Regions from separate parts of the Mus musculus genome. Here all the other regions are linked to region 1. A link is a contact called in public Hi-C and HiChIP or PLAC-seq data. All regions are on one chromosome and are shown on one strand. Each heading gives the region's core, a stretch centred on a gene start, on an enhancer-like site or on the middle of the called end of the contact. The rest is flanking DNA. Distances are from core to core; before and after follow the strand shown. Region 1 holds the start of Ube2v2 (ubiquitin-conjugating enzyme E2 variant 2). Region 2 holds the start of Bfar (bifunctional apoptosis regulator). Region 3 holds the start of Nde1 (nudE neurodevelopment protein 1).

Evidence for each region. Hi-C and Micro-C count contacts between places; a contact is called where the count stands out from the background. HiChIP or PLAC-seq counts read pairs in DNA pulled down with a chosen protein or histone mark.
Region 2: an H3K27ac HiChIP or PLAC-seq map of thymic regulatory T cells shows a contact between it and region 1, with 10 times the contacts expected there. The contact joins the promoter of Bfar here to the promoter of Ube2v2 in region 1. A contact is called at or near these places in 1 of 484 Hi-C or Micro-C datasets (CD4 T cells), 1 of 115 datasets of contacts at active chromatin or transcription factors (thymic regulatory T cells) and 1 of 9 other capture datasets (adipose tissue).
Region 3: a Hi-C map of B cells shows a contact between it and region 1, with 6 read pairs. The contact joins the promoter of Nde1 here to the promoter of Ube2v2 in region 1. A contact is called at or near these places in 1 of 39 promoter capture datasets (pre-B cells), 2 of 484 Hi-C or Micro-C datasets (B cells and CD4 T cells), 2 of 115 datasets of contacts at active chromatin or transcription factors (embryonic stem cells and large pre-B cells) and 1 of 9 other capture datasets (liver).

The regions. Positions count from the first base shown.
Region 1 is chr16:15,592,177-15,596,429 of GRCm38.p6, reverse strand. Ube2v2 (ubiquitin-conjugating enzyme E2 variant 2) reads left to right here and starts at 1,912. Exons shown (of 4, transcript NM_023585.4): 1 at 1,912-1,970. The coding sequence starts at 1,955.
Region 2 is chr16:13,670,208-13,674,460 of GRCm38.p6, reverse strand. It overlaps Bfar (bifunctional apoptosis regulator), which reads right to left and starts at 2,603. Exons shown (of 8, transcript NM_025976.5): 1 at 2,383-2,603.
Region 3 is chr16:14,160,826-14,165,078 of GRCm38.p6, reverse strand. It overlaps Nde1 (nudE neurodevelopment protein 1), which reads right to left and starts at 1,804. Exons shown (of 9, transcript NM_023317.2): 1 at 1,711-1,804.

The sequences.
Region 1 (4,253 bases), core at 663-3,162:
AGCCCCTTCCCAGTGACACACTGTCTCCAACAAGGCCGCACTTCCTATTTCCTCTAATCCTTTCAAATAGTTCTACTCCCTTGTGACTAAGCATCAAATATATAAATGCTAGTTAATAGATGTGAAACATCTAGTTGTATCCCAACTGATTTTTTTTTAAGATTTATTTATTGATTATATGTAAGTACACTGTATCTGTCTTCAGACACTCCAGAAGAGGGAGTCAGATCTCGTTAGGGATGGTTGTGAGCCACCATGTGGTTGCTGGGATTTGAACTCTGGACCTTCGGAAGAGCAGTCGGGTGCTCTTACCCACTGAGCCATCTCACCAGCCCCCAACTGAATTTTTTTCATGTTCAGTTGCATAAGTATGTGATGTCTTCAGCAATATAGTCTTACAGTTAGGTTGTCAAGGATAACCAATAGCATTGTGAGTAGCCTATAATATTTGCTTGTGTGTGGTATTTATTGAACCTGACTTTGGATATTTTAAAGAGACTTAGAGGGTTGGAATTTTTAAAGACTGGGAATTCTAAAGTTGTACTGTATTTAATATTTTAGTATTTATGACATCTTGGGCACAAACAAGAAAGGAATATTAACAATGATGCACTTGGAATGGACTTGTATTAGATAATCTTTGTTGTGAACTTGACACAAATGGAAAGAGGAAATCTCAATTTAAGACTTGCCTTAGTCAGAATAACCTGTGGGCATGTCTGAAAAGAAAAACCTGGGGGAACTTTCTTAGTCACTAATTGTTGTAGGAGAATCCAGTTGGGTATGGGTATACCATCTTTAGGTACATGGGCTTACTCCTCCAAATAAGGTAGGTGAACGTAAGATAGAAATGTAAAGGTCCATGATTCACCGAAGAATGACACCTGGGACTCAAATAGTATGTATACTCAGAGAGTGCTTTATTTTGCAGAAGTCCAGCGTGTTGGAGTCTCCCATTGCCAAAACAGAGAGACAACTAAGTGAGTGTGCATGCTTGCTTTAAAGCACATTGGAATTCTGGGGAAGATGAGTTTTATCTTACTCTATCTCTAGGCATCCTAGAACCATTATCGGGCATGAAGGCTGGAGCCTGGGTTTTTTTCTATTAGTAATTGACTTGCCTGGGCTTGCCTGGACTTTCCCAGTTCTTAGGCCCAGTCTCCTTAACTGTCAATTTGAAGTCTGTCATGGAGTCAGCCTAGCCTTCTCAGAAGCAAGGTGGTAAGCTGCTTTTCTCCATCCCTTTTTGCTTCACGGTTTTGCTTGAGTTTCTTCTGTGGCTTTCTTTACTGATGGACTTTTGGTTCTGGTGTCATCAGAGCAAAACTACAGCCTAAACGTAGCCTGCACTAACACAGCCCAACCTTTTGGAATAGTTTTTTTTTTTTTTCCCCAACACAATTGTGAATTCCCATGTTTTACCTTGATTATTAATAACAGGTTTGGTGTGATGTAACTTTGTTTTTCGAGACAGGGTTTCTCTTTATAGCTCTGGCTGTCCTGGAACTCACTTTGTAGACCAGGCTGGCCTCGAACTCAGAAATCCGCCTGCCTCTGCCTCCCGAGTGCTGGGATTAAAGGCGTGCGCCACCACGCCCGGCTCGTGATGTAACTGTTAGCGTTTGTTTAGACATTATTTCAATATTTAATAAGAGGAGTCATAGGGAAAATTTCCCTTGGACACACTGACACTATTGGAGATCTCAGATCTTTTAAAGACTTTTTAAGCTCATGCTGCCTTAGTCTCCCAACCCAGTTTTATGTGTGTGTTTTGATTAGGACAACCGATGAACCAACAGTTCCAGAGACCATCAGGGGCAAAGCTTGCCAGGAACAGGAACCTGATACAGTCCCCACTATCCCCACTATCGGTCCCTCTATGACGGAGAGCAACGCGCTGCCGGAAGTGACGTTGACGCCCTGCGTGCGGTGGTGCGTCTGGTAGCAGGAGAAGATGGCGGTCTCCACAGGTCGGTTCCTAGCCGGGTCTGCCGCGCTCCCGCTGCTTTCTGTCCGGCGGGCCGCGCGGGACTGCGGGTGCGCAGTGCGGAGGGCCCCGCGAGGGGCAGGGGGTGGGGCGGGCGGTAGGGAGGTCGGGACGCGCGTGTCAGAGCTCGCGGTGACGGGGAGCCTGCGCGCCCACCGCCCGCGGCGGCCCTGCGGGAGGACCGGCAGATCTGGGCGCCGCAGCGGAGCCGAGGGTGGAGTGCGCTGGAGCGGCCCGCGGTGGCGGTGGCATTGCCCATCAACGGGGCTACGGCGGAGAGGCATCCTGGATGGAGCCGGGGATCTAGGCTGGGAGTCCACCAGACAGACACGTGCGGGAGGATAGGACTAACCGGAGGGTGGCTGCTGTCTGGAATAAGAGGGCGACGATTTTACTTAGGTGGCCGAATGCGTGTTCTTCTTCTTCTTCTTCTTCTTTTTTTTTTTCAATTAAGTGAAAAACTACAGTACACTGAGCCAGACGAAAGCTAATTGCAGGACAGTTGGTACCTTAGATAGGTGTTCTACTCTTGTCTACAATGTTCGGTTGCCTTTGAGCAGAAACTTGAAATTTAAATGCCAACAGGGTTTAGAAATTTGGTGACAAAAAAAATTAAAACAGTTTAAAAGTGTTGAGTTTTAGCATTTAAAAATGATGATTCATAAGATTTATTTTTTTTTCTAGTTCTTATTGAATCTAGGTTGTAGAAATGGAAGAGGTTGAGTGCATGTTGTGATTGTTAACATTTCAAGGTAATGCCTTCATATACATTTTTCATATTGTTTAAATCTTACCTTTATGTGTATGAGTGCCATAGACAATAAAATCTTTAGCAGTTCTACCTCTGGAAAATACATCAGTGGTCAGATCAGAGCTGTCCAAGACCAAAGCTCATTTTAAAAGTGATCTTTTAATGTTATAACCCTTAATCTCTTTACTTCTTATTTGAAATATATGTGCTTATTAGTGCCATGTTTTTTAAAGAGTTGTGCTCACTACCTTAAAATTAAACTAATAAAATGGTGTATTGTAATATGAAAAATGTCAATTTGTGATTGCATTTGTTCTTTTTAAAAATATTTATTATATATATATGAGTACACTGTAGCTGTCTTCAGACACACTAGAAGAGGGCATTGGGTTCCATTACAGATGGCTGTGAGCCACCTTGTGATTGCTGGGGATTGAACTCAGGACCTCTGGGAGAGCAACCAGTGTTCTTAGCAGCTGAGCCATCTCTCCAGTCAGCATTTGTTTTTTGGAACATATTTAACACTACTCATATGAAAGAATGTTAAGTATTTTGAAAAGAGCAGTAATTAGATAAAATGAGTGGTCCATACTTTTTATCAAACTTTGGTTTTTGGCAATTGAATGTGTACTCTAAGCGTTGGATTATTTGCCCATGTATTGCATATTAGATATCTGTATCCTGTTTGTTATTTTCACTGGTTTTAGACCAAGGAAATGGGAACTTTGGTATAATTAAAATACATCTTAGAAAATGGAGCTTATTTATTTATTTTTGAGTCAGTGTCCCATGTAGCCAGGCTGACCTTGAACTCTAACTGGAAAAAGTTTGGAGGATAATAATTCAAATTAGATTGAGAATTCCTTCTTAGAAAATTGAGAAACCAAAGAAGTAAAAAGTTACACATAACTTTACAGGAACAGAAGCAAGAGTATAATCCAGCATTCTCTCCATCATGACTAACTTAATTTGGAGTATTCCTCAAAGGATGAGTTTTTTTCTGTTTTAGTCTCGACACTGACTCTCATACATTCCTTCTTAGATAAATTTTTCTTTACATTCTTGGTTCCTTCTCAGATGGAAGTGTCTGAAGTTTCCTCCTTCCTTTCCCCAAGTCAAGAGGCTTTCATAGAATTTAGCTTAAGCATTACTCAAGGCAAAAGATGTTTATTAATATTTAGTATCTGTGAGTAAAGATTTCATTTGATTCATTTACTGCAATTTACTGTGTAAAAAAGGAAGTTCTGTGTGTTTTGTGGTAGTGCATTCCTATAATCCCAGCTATGAGGAAGGATCGTGAGTTCCTGATGAGCCTGGGCTACATAAGGTTAGCCTAGGCTAGGTAGTAAGATCCTGTCTCAAAAGTAAACAAAAACTGAACATTCTTTTGTTTGTCATAGTTTTAGGTTTACAGAAAAATGGAGAAGATGGTGTGCAATCAGTTCTCTTCCTTTGATAGCTTAGTGTGACACATTTGTCAAAGTTAATGACCTAATATGTCAACATGTTTACTAT
Region 2 (4,253 bases), core at 1,354-3,853, 1.9 Mb after region 1:
AACTAAGGCTTTGAACTTGCAATCTTCTTGCCTTGGTCTACCAAGTAACTAAAGGTCTGCACCACCAGGCTTTGGCTTGTTAAATGTTGGGACACCATCATGTCTGGCTGTCAAGTGAACATTTTCACTTACAGCACAAACTTGAGGCAGAATGATCACGTTAAATCTTAGCTCAACAAACCATTAGCTGCTTGATCTAGGGTAGGTCATTTACCTTTCTTTGTATCCCTATAACAGTGGGGATAATAACCATATATCACAACTCACAGGAGTTCCTTCTATTACTAAGATTAGACTCTGTTCATAGACCACCTATAAATTTCTGCTCCTTGAGTGTTTTTTTTTTTTTTCTTCAAATGTTCCTCCTGAAATGACTAAGGTAATGCCATCCTGTTTTGAATGTATTTTGTCTTTCCCTTTTCCGCAACCCAATGTCTGCTTTGGATACCCATTTGAGGTTACATCTAAAATTATGCCCTGCCAGGAATGAAAGTTTACTCTGATCCTCATCTAACTTTGAGGTAAATTAAGGTCTTTGAGGTTTTTGTCTTTAAAAACTCTATCCCTGGGCAGAGGCAGCAAGGGATATTTTCAGAGGCATAAGGCCACTTATGGTCTTGTCATCAATTAAAAGGACTTAAAATTTTTTAACTGGCATAATCAGCATGGTTGTCAATAACTATCTTAAATGGATCATTACACTCCCATCTGTTAAGATTTCTGAGTCAAAAGTATCCACTCACAAGATCCAAACCGTCTTTGATGATTAATCCACTCCAAACCCAAGTTAACTGTGTAAGGTTTATCTGTGTGTTACCTAATCTGGACTATTTGGTAGAGTGTTTGCTGACTGGTTCTATCATCAGCAGTGTATAAACCGGGCATGGTGGCACACACCACTCAGGGAAATCTCTCTTTTGCATAAGTCCAGATTTCTAGACTCAGTTCAAGAGTTTCATTTTCTCCCTTCTCCATTTCCTGCTACTCAATTCAGAAAGCCAGAGAAATCAGAAGTCCAAGAATTATTCTTGGCCAGCCTGGATTACATAAAGCCTTTCTCAACAAATAAAACAAGCCAGGCATGGTGGCATTTAATCCCCACGGGCAGGTGGATTTCTGTGTATTCTCGGCCAGCCTAGTGTGAATTATTGGACAGTCAGGACTCCATAGAGAAACCCTGTCTCAAAATGCACCCCCCCCAATAAACAAACAAAGAACCAAAACCAAAGTTAAGTCTTCAGAGCGAGGCCAACCTGGGCTCCCAATCTGGTCACCCTTTGTTCTCCTCGAGCTTCATTACTTTCCATTTATCAAGCCATACTAATATTATCGCTAAAGGATTGTGGGATTAGATGTCAAACTTCGACCAGGTAAAAAGTTTGCTGACTGATAATAATAGCATTACTAACTGTCACATTTTACTGAATGCTGTTAACAGTGTGGTTAGCATTTATACTGCCAGAGAGAAAGGGGGAAAAGGGTGTGTGTGTGTGTGTGTGTGTGTGAACAGCCTGGACAGAGTACAGCTTTCCCATCAGGTTTATGGACGATATTCCCTGGCATATACCGTGCACTTTGGTCGGGACACATCCAGGCTGTTTATAAAAGAGCACTGACAAAAGTAAATAAAACTTCATCAGCACGTGCAGTCCGTACCTAAAGGTGAAAGGAAAACTCCTTCGCATTGGCCTCTCCTGGTGTGACGTTGGGGCCACTCCAAGGGCGGGCCAATGGGCTTCCGTGGGGAGGACCCAATGGCTCCCACTTTCTCTTCTCAACCAAAGTTAGGGGTTTGCCCCTTGCCCAGTTAAAGGTCCCCAGTTAGACACAGCGTCTCTCTTCTAAAACACACACACACACACACGCTCTCATCAGCACACGATTTTTGAGTCGTGTGTATGGGAATGAGAAGAGCTAAGTTCTAGGTCAGCCTCGGTGTCACTTTGGAGTCTGATGTTCCGTTATCCTCACTTCCCATTATGAAACCCTCTGCCTTGGGACAGGAAGGTGCCTCGGATTTAGCCGACGTGGCGGGCGCCCATAGCCCGCAAGTAAGTGGAAACAAGACCCATCTCTGTCACCACCCCAGGGTCGAGTGGCTCTGACCCAGACCCCGACGCGGGGGAGGACTAGAGACCTGCAGTGGCGTGGGTCTTCGCCTCGTAAGGGAAGGGGCTACGGTCCGCAGCCCTGCTGGGACGCGTCCAGGCCGGGGTGAGGAGGCCCCAGAGCCTGGACCCACCCCGCCAGCGCAGCTCCGGGAGCGGGTTCAGTCCCCGCCAGCGCAGCTCCGGGAGCGGGTTCAGTTCCGTCTCCCGCGCCGCACTCTCAAGCCAAGCGCCCTGCCGGACCATTACCACCCCACACCGTGCCGAAGCTCACCTCGCCACTAGTCCTGGTACCCACTCTGTCACCGCCACCTGCCAGGACCCCGCGGAAGTAGAGGACAAGGCTTCGCTTCCGGAAATAACCTGGGCCTAGGGGCCGACTACGATCAGCTCCCGCAACCATAGAGGAGAGACCTCTTTATGCTCTCAACCCCGTGCGACCTCCGGCTGCCTAGAGCGGCTGCTCTAGGGGCATGCGGGCGCATGCGCACCAACGCGACCCGCCCCTTCCTTTTCGTCCGAGCCAAGCACAGAAGTCACCGCCCCAGGTCTGGAGGTTCCAGCTGGATTGCGTTCCCGTATTTAGCTAGCTTTATTCAGCCATCAAAGTCTCCCACAGTGCCCGAATGCATCGTAATAGATCTTAACTTCACATTTATGAAGAAAACCACAGAAGCAGTCCTTAAAGTTTTATTTATAGAGTCGGAATTTGGGGTAAAATGGCGTTATCACATTTACTCCGCAGCTACCCACCTTGATCTAGATCTGTTGAGAACTCAATGGTACTATGTTTTCAATCTATGACGTTGTGAGACCATGCTTGGCAGGATGATCTTTGTGAGTTCGAAGCCAGTCTAGTCTACGGAGTGAATTCCAAGACAGTCAAAGCTACATAGTGAAACTTAACCAAAGAAAGAAAAAGTTCCTGTTTCTCAGTTCTGATTTAATAAACTGTTTGCAACCCCATTCACATGTACGTGCCCTCGTTCCTTCCCTTTCATTGTATCTTTATAAAAACGTGTTAATAGCCAACTCGGGTTTTGTTTGTTTGTTTGTTTGTTTGTTTGTTTTCGAGACAGGGTTTCTCTGTATAGCCCTGGCTGTCCTGGAACTCACTTTGTAGACCAGGCTGGCCTCAAACTCAGAAATCCACTTGCCTCTGCCTCCCAAGTGCTGGGATTAAAGGCATGCGCCACCAGACCCGGCAATAGCCAACTCTTTAAACAACTCTTTAAACTCTTATCTCCTATAAGCCAGCAGAGGCTGCTCTCTCAAAACCCGATTTAGGAGGAGACAGTCAGTTAGCCTAGGTGTACCCCCCAAATACAGCTTGCTTTAATTGGACAATCATTGATTTGATCTTTCAAAATTTTAACATCTCTACGTTGTTGGAGATGGGGCTGGGAATGAAGCTCAGTTGGTACACTGCTTGACTAACATACCAAGCTGTGCTGAGTTCGATCCCAGTAGCATATAAACGAACTGGGCTCGGTGGCACACCTGTAATCCCCAAACGAGGCAAGGAGTAGGCAAGAGGATTCGAAGTTGAAGGCTGTCAGGCATGGTAGCGCTTTAACCCCAGAATTCAGGAAGCAGAGGCAGGATCTCTGTGAGTTCGAAGCCAGCCTGGCCTACAAAGTGAGTCCTCTTAAGACTGCCAGGGCACTGTTGTACAGAGAAGCTCTGTCTTGAAAAAGAAAAAAAAGTTTAAGACTATGGAGACTTAGCTATGGAATGAGTTTGAGATCAGCCACCTCTAAAGGAATAAATGAGAGTGTTCTTTTCAAGTTGGTAAAGAGTAAAACTGATTTGTGCTAGCAGAATTTACTTTCTAGAGAGTGATCTAGTAAAGGTAGAAACCTTTTTTTCTTCATTGTGATAACAGATACATAACAGAATTTACCATTTAAGATTATTTTTCCTTATTAAGACACAGCCCTGGGCTGGTGAGATGGCTAAGAACACTGGGAGCTCTTCCAGAGGTCTTGAGTTCAATTCCCAGCAACCACATGGTGGCTCACAACCATCTGTAATGGGATCTGATGCCATCTTCAGGCAGCAGATACATATGCAGGAGAGCACACATATATTATAAATAAATAAATAAATAAATAAATAAATAAGACACAACCTTTGTAGAACAGG
Region 3 (4,253 bases), core at 555-3,054, 1.4 Mb after region 1:
AGTACCTCTATGCTAACAAGTACACACACCACACAAAATTCAAAAAGCAAATTTTAAAAAGTACCTGTTTCCCGTAAGGTGGTTTTACACGTCTAAGAATTCATTTCAGCACGGGGTTTCTGTGTATGTGCAAAGTATTCCTGTGCATGAGGAGCCAGAAGTGGGGTTTGTGTGTGTGTGTGTGTGTGTGTGTGTGCAGGTGTTTGTGTGCATGCAGGGTCAGAAGTGACATCAGGTGTCTTCCTCTATCACTCTCCACCTTTTTAATTTTATTTATTTATTTATTTATTTATTTATTTTTGAGGTAAGGTCTCTCATTGAACCCAGGGCTCACATTCTCCTGCACTGGGCAGCAAGCCTCAGGGCCCCCCTGTCCCCCAAGCTGGGTACTGCAAATCACAGGTGTGCACCATCACACCAGCTTTTTGGTGCTGGGGACATCACTTAGGTCCTCACACTTTGAAATAAGAACTTTCAGTCCTTAGGATTGGTTTTGTTGGGAGGAGTCCCCCAAAATTAAGTCTACAAAACTGTCTGAGAACACACACAAGTCACACACCTCTAATTTCAAATTTCTAGGAAAGAAATAAAGTGATGTCTGAGTGAAGAAAGCTAGCCAAGCTGATCACCAATACTCGATGCCAATATCGAATGAACCAATACCCTTCTCCAGCCCAAGTTTATATCTCTCTCAAATAAACAAGACGTGAATGGGAGCCAGGTGATGGTGGACACCTCTAATCCCAGCACTTGGGAGGCAAAGGCAAGAGAATCAACTTGAGTTCGAGGCCAGCCTGGTCTATAGAGCAAGTTCCAGGTCAAACACATCAAGAGTCAGTCACTAAGCCTAGCTTGTCTTCTTGCTGCTTAAGTACAAAGACATGCGACTTCAGAGGGGTTGGAGGGTTGGTCATAGTTCTGTAAGTTCCTCTTACTGAACTCCATATGGAATTCTGAAAGGGGAATTACTTAAACCTCAAAACGGGCTGAATACCAGTGTGCTGGGGAAGAGAAGTGCGTGGTCAGATACCCTCAGGCTCTGGAGTAGTTTCTATCAGACTATACTTCAAAAGCACCCCTTCTGAGTCCTAAAATGTTATCCTAACACACAATACACAGAAACAGGTGGCAGAGCCAATTACAAACCTCCACCCAGCTAGAGAAGTTGAGCGAGGATCCGGCTAAAGCGCAGAAGGATGCACAACCTGGCAAAAAGTCGAGATGATTTAGGAAATATGAAGTCGCTCCGGAGTCAAGGTGACTCCGGGTTGCCCAGGACCTCAAAGAGGTAGAGGTGAGCTGGGCCAACATCCAAGGTGTGGGGTAAGCACTCTCACCCTTTGTCGGATAAAGTTTATCCGATCCAAAGTGCTGTCTAGGGAAATTTGAAACGTCCAGCGGCCGAGACCTATAGGCATCGAGGGGAAGGTTGGATATAGGTTGGTATCCGTGCGGCAGCAGTTGGGGACCCGGAAACTGTGGGGTGAAGGGGCAGACTAAGAACTCGGGGGCCTTGGGGCGGCGTGGGCATGGGTCTTGAGGACGTTCGAGGATAGAAAAGCAGCCAGCAGAAGAGGAACGGAGTTGGCCAGGGCGAGCGGCGGAGCTCACGGATGGAAGGTGGAAAGCTGAGGAGGGCAGGTGTGGGGGACACGTCGGATGGATGCTGCGGGCGTGGCGGAGACCCGCCCGCAGCCTGGCTCCACTTACCCAGCCCGGGCGGCGACGATTCCAGCGAGGCGCGGGCCGGCAGGCCTTTCTTGCCCTCCAGCCTCGCCGGTACTGCGCGGTGCGCGCCTCCCATTGGCTGCCGCTCTCGGGACGCGTCTGACTCGGCCAATCAGCGCAAAGAAGCGAGGTTTGGAAACTTTTTCTCTCTAGGCCCGGGCGCGGCTGGGCCAAGCCTCGGTGGGGGCGGGAGGGGCCGCAGGAGGCGCAGGCCACTGGCCCGGAAGGCGGGCGTGGAGAGGGCCTGCTGGCGGCTCGGTACTCGCCGTGCCACGCACTCTGGAACATCCGCACGCCTCTCCTTCACACTGGTTGCATTTATCTGCTCTTGCTCTTGCCCAAGAATAGACAAAGGAGCAATTGGTCGGAGAAACCCGGGCATTAGGAATAGCTGATATTGGGTTACACTTGTAAGTGCCCTACCCGATTCCAAAAATGCTATACTAGCCCAGAATGCACAAAGACAAAAACAGGCATAGAGAACGACAAACTTCCGCCCAGCCCACAGGACCCTTGTTATTCCACAACTTTACACCCCAAATAGAATCTTTAACTGTTGTGGCTTCTTCTGAGACAGAATAGTTTAATGTGAAAGAACTTGACTTTGAATCCTAACTCCGCCGCTTACTAGCTATGTGTATTTGAAACAAGGTATTTAATTACTCGTGGATAAAATGGTCGTCGTCGTCGTCCCCCCCCCCCCCCCCCGAGCTAAATAAATAAGTTTACAAGACTTTGTGCAGTGCTTTGTAAATAAGCCGGGCAGTGGTGGAGCACACCTTTAATCCTAGCACTCGGGAGGCAGAGGCAGACGGATTTCTGAGTTTGAGACCAGCCTGGTCTACAGCGTGAGTTCCAGGACAGTCAGAGCTACACAGAGAAACCCTGTCTTGAAAAACAAACAAACAGGGCTGGCGAGATGGCTCAGGGGTTAAGAGCACCCGACTGGTCCCGAGTTCAAGTCCCAGTAGCCACATGGTGGCTCACAACCATCCATAACGAAATCTGATGCCTTCTTCTGGGATATCTGAGGACAGCTACAGTGTACTTACATATAATAAATAAATAAATCTTTAAAAAAAAAAAAAAGTCATCATATGGTTGCTAGGAATTGACCTCTAGGAGATCAGTGTTCTTAACTGTTGAGCAATCTCTCCAGCCCCTTGTTTTTTCCTTTTTTGAAACACTTTTCCTATGTAACTTGGGCTGGCCTCAAATTTCTGAGTATTCCCTTAGCCTTATTTTTCAGTGGGATCACAGGCCCAGCTAATAATAATTTCTTAACGTTAAGCCATTAATTGTTCATTAATTATTAAATACTATTAGGCACAGGTAATTTTACAACCTGGTGACTAAGACAAAGAATCTGATCTTAAAGGGTTAATACAGTAAACGGAAACAGAATTTCAGATGCCAAATGTTGCTGAAGACTATTTAGAGACTGGGAAGCCAGAGAAAGGCATAGTTAGCTTACATTTCTGGCAGTGTTGGCCTTGAACCTAGGCCCTTGGCCATGTTAAGCAAATACTGTATCATTCAGCTGTATCTCCAGCCTCCTAGAATTGTTTAAAAGATGAGAAAAAGGGTACAGGAAATCCAAGTGTTTCGATTTTGTACCTAACAAAAGGAGCTTCAGAAGGCTCTTTTTGACTCTTACAATCATGTTCTGTTCCCCTGGGCTACACAAGTAATGCCTCCTGCCCCCTGCCCCCTGCCCCTCTCCTCAGTTTTGTTGGTTGAACTCAATACCTTACCCACTCTAGGTAAATGCTCTACCACTGACCTATACCTTCAGCCCCCTTTTTTCTTTTCTTTTCTTTTTCTTTCTTTCTTTCTTTCTTTTTTTTTTTTTTTTTAGTCAAATTCCTTCTAAGATGCCCAGGCTGGACCTAAGCTCACCCTGTAGCCTGGATAAGCTGAATTTGTAATTTTGTCTCTACCTTTGAAGGAGCTGGGATCAAAGTCCTGGGCTACTGTAGTTGGCTTTGCTCTTTTTTTTTAAAAAAAAATTCTGTTCATTTTGTTTGTAGCTTTTGTGCTGTGACCAAGCTGAGAGTTTGACTTCTCTTCCTTTGATCCTGTCCTCATGGGTGGTAGAGGAGAACTCTGTTTAGTAACTTAGGTCTTTGGGGAGTTGAATCAAATGCAAAGTATCCAGTGAAACACCAATAATAAATCTCTGTTATCTTTGTTTCATAAATGTGAAGATTATTACTGAGCAAAGGAAAAAAAAAGGAAGTTGGTTTTTTTTTTTTTTTTAATGAGACAGGGTCTCTTTGTGCAGTTCTAGTTGCCCTGGAACTGTGCCACTACTTCTGGCAAAAAGTTGAAACCTACTTTTATTAAATAGTAGGTAGTGCTTTTAATTTTGTTGTTGTTGTTGTTTTGTTTTTCGAGACAGGGTTTCTCTGTATAGCCCTGGCTGTCCTGGAACTCACTTTGTAGACCAGGCTGGCCTCGAACTCAGAAATCTGCCTGTCTCTGCCTCCCAAGTGCTGGGATTAAAGGCGTGCGCCGCCACTGCC